Linked DNA regions of Ovis aries: region 2 is linked to region 1. The links are chromatin contacts, called in public Hi-C maps. All regions are on one chromosome and are shown on one strand. Each heading gives the region's core, a stretch centred on a gene start, on an enhancer-like site or on the middle of the called end of the contact. The rest is flanking DNA. Distances are from core to core; before and after follow the strand shown.

The links. Hi-C and Micro-C count contacts between places; a contact is called where the count stands out from the background.
Region 2: a contact with region 1 is called in a Hi-C map of liver, with 2.5 times the contacts expected there. The contact joins the promoter of SNRK here to the enhancer-like site in region 1. A contact is called at or near these places in 4 of 16 Hi-C or Micro-C datasets (blood, liver, mixed tissues and 1 more).

What each region holds. Positions count from the first base shown.
Region 1 is chr19:15,161,314-15,164,955 of ARS-UI_Ramb_v3.0, reverse strand. No RefSeq gene overlaps it. Among named protein-coding and RNA genes, the nearest start is that of SNRK, 58 kb to the left of the region's middle. Within about 2 kb of position 1,890, at least 10 of the 54 cell types and tissues checked have an H3K27ac peak or open chromatin away from gene starts, as enhancers often do. A contact at or near this core is called in liver, where this site is marked.
Region 2 is chr19:15,218,627-15,222,268 of ARS-UI_Ramb_v3.0, reverse strand. It overlaps SNRK (SNF related kinase), which reads right to left and starts at 1,588. Exons shown (of 8, transcript XM_060402134.1): 1 at 1,496-1,588.

The DNA.
Region 1 (3,642 bases), core at 641-3,140:
AAAGCAGAGACATTACTTGACCAACGAAGGTCTGTCTAGTCAAAGCTATGGTTTTTCCAGTAGTCATGTATGAATGTGAGAGTCAGACCATAAAGAAAGCTGAGCATCAAAGAATTGATGTTTTTGAACTGTGGTGCTGGAGAAGACTCTTGAGAGTCCCTTGGACTGCAAGGAGACCAATGCAGTCAATCCTAAAGGAAATCAGTCCTGAATATTCATTGGAAGGACTGATGCTAAAGCTGAAGCTCCAACACCTTGGCCACCTGATGCGAAGAACTGACTCACTGGAAAAGACCCTGATGCTGGGAAAGACTGAAGGAAGGAGGGGAAGGGCAACAGAGGATGAGATGGTTAGATAGCATCAATGACTCAGTGGACATGAGTTTGAGCAAGCTCTAGGATGTGGTGATGGACAGGGACACCTGGAGTGCTGCAGTCCAGGGTGTCGTAAAGAGTCAGACACAAATGAACAACTGAACTGAACTGAACTTATATGTAAGTAAATTTTGCACAGAATTCCAAAATACTTAGCAAAAACAGAGTATATGGGCCCCCTCATGAAGTATAATTGCATTAGAACATCTCCGATGGGTGGCAGTGGTCTGGACTGAACCACCGGCAAGTGACCAGTAAGAATTCTCAGGGCCCTGGAGGAAGGGGTACTTCGAGTGGTGCCCTCGGCAGGTCAAGGTGAAACCTGATTCTGGAGCAGGGTGCCAAGTCCTCGAAAATGACACGCTGAACTAGTATCGCAGCAGTTTCAACATCAACGTCATCCAACACTGACAGAAGCCACAGCAACTGACAGCTGCGCCTGAACTTGGACTGATAAGAGTCTGTATTTTTCTGTCTGAAAAGGGCTGTGATCCAGTTGACAGTTACAGTAGAGTTCCTCAACCTCGGTGCCTGTGACATTGAGGAAGAGCTGATTCTTCGCTGTGTGTGGCCGTAACGTACGTTGTAGGGTACTGAGCAGCACCCCTGGCCTTTACCCAACAGACACCCCACTGTGAGAGCTGAACATGCCCCCAGACACTGGCAGATGTCCTTGGTTGCCCAATCACTCGTAGCTGTAAACCACCAGGCCAGAGCCTAGGTCATGAGACCCATTTTTGAACTCTGCTAATGGTTTTGAAACGTGGTACCAATCCTTTCACAAATGTGATACATAACAAAGGCCCTAATGCATCTATGATTTTAACTTAATCCCACTTCTTGGACCTCTGCCCTAAGGAAACAATCTGCAAGAGGCTACATGTCTAAAGATGTTTGCTGGAGGACTATTTTCAATAGAAAGGAAAAACTGAAAATAACAAAAAATATGAAACAGGAGCGAAGGAATTAAGTAAACCATGGTAGATCCATGCACCCAGTAAAATGTGTTTATAAGTTTATAACATGGGGAAAGTGAGCAAATAAAGAAACCATGTAAGAAAAAAAAGACAAGAAGGAAATTCACTAAAAATGGTAGACTCTGGGGAGTGATCAAGAGTGGTTTTTTCTCTCCTCCCTCATTTCATCTTCATATAGTTTCTAAACTTTCTAAGCTCCCTATGAATGACTTTATTTCAAACAACAAAACTAAAAAGAAAATCCTAATTAAAAAAAAAAATTCTGATGCCTGTCCTGGAGGATCCACAGACCTTTAGGAGCCTTCCTGTAAGCACAGGCTGCTGGGAGAGAGGCCAAACAGATGTTCCCTCCTGTGCAGAGTTGCCAGGCTATGTGCCAAGTGACCCTGCCACCCTGACCACACCATTGAACCAGGAATCCCTATTAAAGGCTCTGGGCAGGCTGGGCGGAAGGAAGCCCAACCACCTATGAGGAGGCTTGACTCCAGCCACTGTCGAATAGGAGCCTATGATGATGGATAGTGAAAAATAGGCTGATCAGATCCTGTCTCCGGAAATGCGCATGAAAACACTCCCTGAGGAAGCTTCTCTGCACACACAGCCTGCCCCTGCCCGAGATTAACAAGGACAATCAAGCCCGTAAGCAGCTGGGAATACCCAGACACGAGAGCTGTGAGTCTGGTTCCTTGGGCCCCCACACGAATGGCTCTCCTGACTCCTTCACCTGCGCACAAGAAACTCCTACCACACATGGAGATGTAGGCAGAGAGGGCCCTGGTGTCTTAACAAAGCTCAGTTCCCTTTGGGTGTGTGTAGCGGATGGTATCTGAGCAGCTGGAACCTTTCTCCTGTCTTATTGTCCCCAAGACATCCCTGTAGCTCAGATGATAAAGAATCTGCCTGCAATGTGGGAGACCTGGGTTTGATCCCTGGGTTGGGAAGATCCTCTGGAGAAGGGAATGACAAGCCACTCCAGTATTCTGGTCTGGGAAGCCCATGAACAGAGAAGCCTGGGGGGCTACAGTCCATGGGATCGCAAAGAGTCGGACGCAACTGAGCAACTAACACGACTGCTGCTACTGGCCCCTAAGGCCGCTCCACAGACGAGAGTCATGGCAAACCTTTTAAATTCAAGATTCCATGCTCTTCCCTTACATAACCTCCCTTAATAGTCCTGGAGGGTGGGGAACTCGTGACTTTGTATTTAAGAGTTCCCAGATAGTTCTGATGCATAGTCCAGTTTAGAATCACTGTTTTATCCACTACGGGGAAAAAAAATACACCTTCCGACTCTAACTCTGAAGCAAACCCTAACTGGAGAGACAGCTCCTCAGAAAAGATTAAGCACAGAATTACCGTAAGACTCATCATTTCCACTCCTGGGTATGTAACCAAAAGAACTGAAAACACAGTCTCAAACAGATAACCATACACCCGTGTTCACAGCAGCACTATTCACACTAACCAAAAGGTGGAAGCCACCCAACTGTCCATGGCAGATGAATGGTGAAAGTGAAAGTGAAGTAGCTCAGTCGTGCGACTGTTTGCAACCCCACGTAGCCTATCAGGCTCCTCCGTCCACGGGATTCTCCAGGCAAGAGTGCTGGAGTGGATTGCCATTTCCTTCTCCAGGGGATCTTCCCGACCCAGGAATCGAATCTGGGTCTCCGGCATTGCAGGCAGACGCTTTACCGTCTGAGCCACCAGGGACAAATCCTGGTATATACACAAAGTAAGTATTATTCAGCCTTAAAAAGGAATGAAATTCTGACACATGCTACATCGAGGATGAACCCTGAAGACATTATGCCAAGTGAAATAAGCCAGACACAAAAGGACAAATACTGTACGATTCCACTTAGTGGAGGATCCTAAAGTAGTCAAATCCGCAAGAACAGAAAAGTGAAACAGGAGTTGAGGGGAGGGAGGAGTCGTGGGAAGCTATTATTTCATGGGTACAGGGTTTCAGTTTTGGAAAATGAAAAGATTTGGAAGATGGATGGTGGGGACGACTGTACAACAGTATGAATACACTCAATGCCAGTAAACTGTACCCTTCAATATGGTTAAGATGGTAAATTTTATGTATATTTTACCACACACACACAAACTCAACAAATCAGCAATAACAACAACAACAACAAAAAGCAAAAAACCTATCCAATTCTTTCCTGCAAGGAAATAAGCCACGTCAAAGAAATTTCATAGTCAACAACCGTTTTCTGTACAAAACACTGTCAGAGATAAAAATCTTTAGAAAATTAGTTCAGAACAAGCTTCTTTCATCATA
Region 2 (3,642 bases), core at 339-2,838, 58 kb before region 1:
GTAAGTGACCTTGGCAATGTCATTTCTCTCATTTTTAGTTCTGTAGAATGGGAATGTCATCTGTTTTCCTACTAGAAACAATTGGTCGAATAAAAGAACCAACGTGATTTTTTTTTTTTTAAGAAACTTGTCTAATTAGTTTGCTTTAATCACCATTAGCACAGTACATTCCTCTTCAGGAATCCAATTCCAAGAAAAATATTTAAGCAGACGTTGAGGACAGATTTCCTTAAGGGAATGATTTTATAAATCTGGAGAGCAATGTAACAAGATTATAAATTAACAAACTGATTACATAAGCCTTGACAACCTCAGGCTTTAAAGTACACTGATACACATTCTGATAAATTAGACTGATTTGGGACTAGCGCCTCAACCCCACACACGGAACCCAAACTGAGGCATCTGGTGTTTGATAGGAATCAGGTGGAATCTGATCAAGACGCGAAACATTTGCAGTTCTATTACCTGCTAGCCACGCTTCACCTTTCACCATAAAACGTGAAACGCATTAAGTCAGCTTTACCACCTGCTCCTAAAATTGTGACAATGTACTCAATTAAATGGAATGGGGGGAAGTAACTAGATAGTGTGAAAAATCTTATACCCTTAGACGTCCAGAAGCTGAAGAACCCTACTGCTAAATGCCCCCTCACCCCCTCCAAATACTGGACTTGAACCGAACTCACTATACAGCTACAGAATTTTACCTGACCCAAGTGTTAAGAATAGCACAGCTCCAGGAACCCTACTCAGGATAAAAGGCTGTCACTTTCCTGAATCCCAAGTCCAAGCAAACGGAAGGAAGGGTTTTGTAAAACGGTCCAGAAAGGAATCAACAGGCGATGACTATGGAAAAGAACGGAGGTTTTCCAATCTGAAAAAATTCTAGCTGTCCCTCGGGAATGGCACTGCTCCTCCTTCCTTACCCCGATGCCCTTTCTCTACAGACAACAATATCCCCATTCTATTGTACGGCTGCAGTTTTAGCAAGAAATCCCCTTGCTGCGCCAGATCTCCAGATTCTTTTGAAGAAGGAAAACACCTTTAGTGAATAAAACACCGTACGAGAGAACCTGGGCGCGGGGATCCGCGGGCGCCGCACTCGGCCCGCTCCGGGGCGGGGCGCGGGGATGCGGGCGCCTCCCGAGGTGCCGCAATCCCGCCGCGGCCGCAAGGGCAGGGCCTCGGGGCGCCCGTGGCCGGCCGCCGCAATGCCCGCTCCCGTGCGGGCCCCGCCGCCGCCCGCTGCCTGCCGCCAGGCCATCAGGCCGCACCGCCGCCGCGCGGAGTCTGGGCCGCCGCAGCCCAGGGCCCGCGTCCTCCCCGGCCCGCGACGCGGGGAGCGCGGAGCGCGCAACTTACTTTCCGCCTGCGGCGGGCGCCCCAGCCCCGCCGCCCAGCCCGGCAACCGCTGAGGCCACTCGGCGGCGGAGGCCAGCCAGTCCCCCGCCCACGGCCGCCGCTCCCGGGTGCACTGCGCGCTCGCCCCTACCTCAGCAAGCAGGCGGGCTTCCGTCCGCAGCGGCCGCGGCGCCGACAACTCCCTCCCGGCCGCCGAATCCCCGCACCCAGCACTAATCATAATACCAAGCGGGCAGCCGGCCGCGGGGAGGGGGTGGAGGACCGAGACGCGCCTGCGCGGGACGCGCGTCATTGTGACGCAGGCGCCGGGGAGGGGCCGCAGCGAGGGCGGGGCGGGGCGCACCTGCGGGCTTCGGCGCGCGAGCTGCTGCAGGGCATCCTGGCAGCGCCTCGACCCCAGCGAGTCTGGGCTGCGGCTGGCGGTAGGAAGCGGGCGAGGCGCCCGAGCAAGACCAAGCTGATGAAGGAGGAAGCACTAGGGACACGGGACAATGGCCCAGAAAAGTAGCCGAGCCGTGGCGGAAATCGGAGGGAAAGGACCGGGTCCTCACGGGACTCTGCGTCTTGGGGCGGGGGTCTGAGGGCACCAGGCACTTCACCCTTCTAAAGGTTCACCAACATCCCCGGCCCAGGTTTAAACAAAGAGCGGGAAAAAAATATACGTTCACGAATACACGTACATATTTTTTTTTCTCTACAGTTTCTCTCTGGGAACCCAATTAGAAGGAATTGTGTTGATTTTGTGCTATTTTTAAAAAAGAGAAAAAAGCCCAGCATCTGAACACAGCGCTGGCTTTAAAAGTCAGCAGGAGACCCTTGCCTGGCCAGGCTGCCTCCTCTGGAAAAGCGTGAAAAGGCGAAAGGTCGTGAGAAGTATTAAAGCATGTCAAGTCAGGGACTCAGAACATGCCAGGCATGAACCGTGCCCTGGATGGTTCAGCGCCATGGTCACCAGGCAGGAGGCTCCCAAATGGAGCTTAGCGACGGCCAGAGTGTAGAGTCTGGGAGGGTGAGAGAGAGGGGCAGGCGCTCCCATCTACCATCCTTGGAAGCCTGGCGCGCCATGGAGATCAGCTGCCCTTGCTTTCTGGAAATAAGTGACACGCCAGAAGCCAGATTCTCCAACTTGCTTTTCCATTTCGGTTTCTCCCAGCCCTCCACCCCTCCCCCAGGAGAGGACCCCTAGCAAAAAAGGGCACAAACTGCCGCGTGGAAGGCAGGGGAGGGGGTGCGCTGCTTAGATGCTCCAAATGTGATTAGATCGACTGGAGGGAAAAAAGAAATCTAGATGGCTTGAGCAATTGTCTCTGCTGAGCTGCAAACGTCAGAAGCCTGTTTTTTTCAGACTGTCTCCTGGGCATCTACTTTGCATGTCTGAAGATGACTGGAAAGCAAGAGTGGATTGTTGGGAGGTACAAACACTGAGGGTAATAATGGAAGTTAATGGGGGCTTCCCAGGTGGCACTAGTGCTAAAGAACCCGCCTGCCAACGCAGGAGATGCAGTCCAGGAAGAGATGCAGGTTCGATCCCTGGGTCAGGAAGGGAGAAGGGAATGGCAACCCACTCCAGTACCCTTGCCTGTAGAATCCCATGGACAGAGGAGCTTGGAGGGCTACAGTCCATGGGGTTACACAGAGTGGAACGGACTCTGCTCTGTGATGACATAAATGTGAAGGAAATCCAAAAAGAGGGAATATATGTATAAATATAGCTGATTAACTTTGCTGTATAGCAGAAACACAACACTGTAAAGCAACTATACTCCAATTCTTTAAAAAAAAAAAAAGCAAAAATAAAATTAGAACAGTCTTGCTATAAAAGGTATCTAATAAAGGCTTATTATAATATATTTTTTTAAAGTGGGGGGGGGGCACGGTTAAAGGAGGACTCCAAGTTACCCTAACACTCTGGCATGGGGTGATGTCACTGGCTGGGAAAAGCCTTGGGCTATGGGCCTCTGCCCCTCAGGGCTGAGTCGAGGCCCCAACCTTAGGATAACACTGGCTTACAAAGACCTTCAAAGAATCATCTCACTTTGACACACATTCTAACTCTAGCAGTATGTTCAGCAGGAGCTTGTGGAATTCATTCCTTTGTTGCTGGAAAACAGTGGCGAGGCCTTGCACTTTTCTCCTTAGGGAGGTATCACTATTCAGGGAACCCCACAGCCAAGTAAAGGGGAAAAAATACCATTCTAATGGTCCCCAAGGGAATTCCAGTGGTTGAAGACCTCCACCACCAGGTGTGTAGCCCCTGAAATAGAACAGTCATCACAA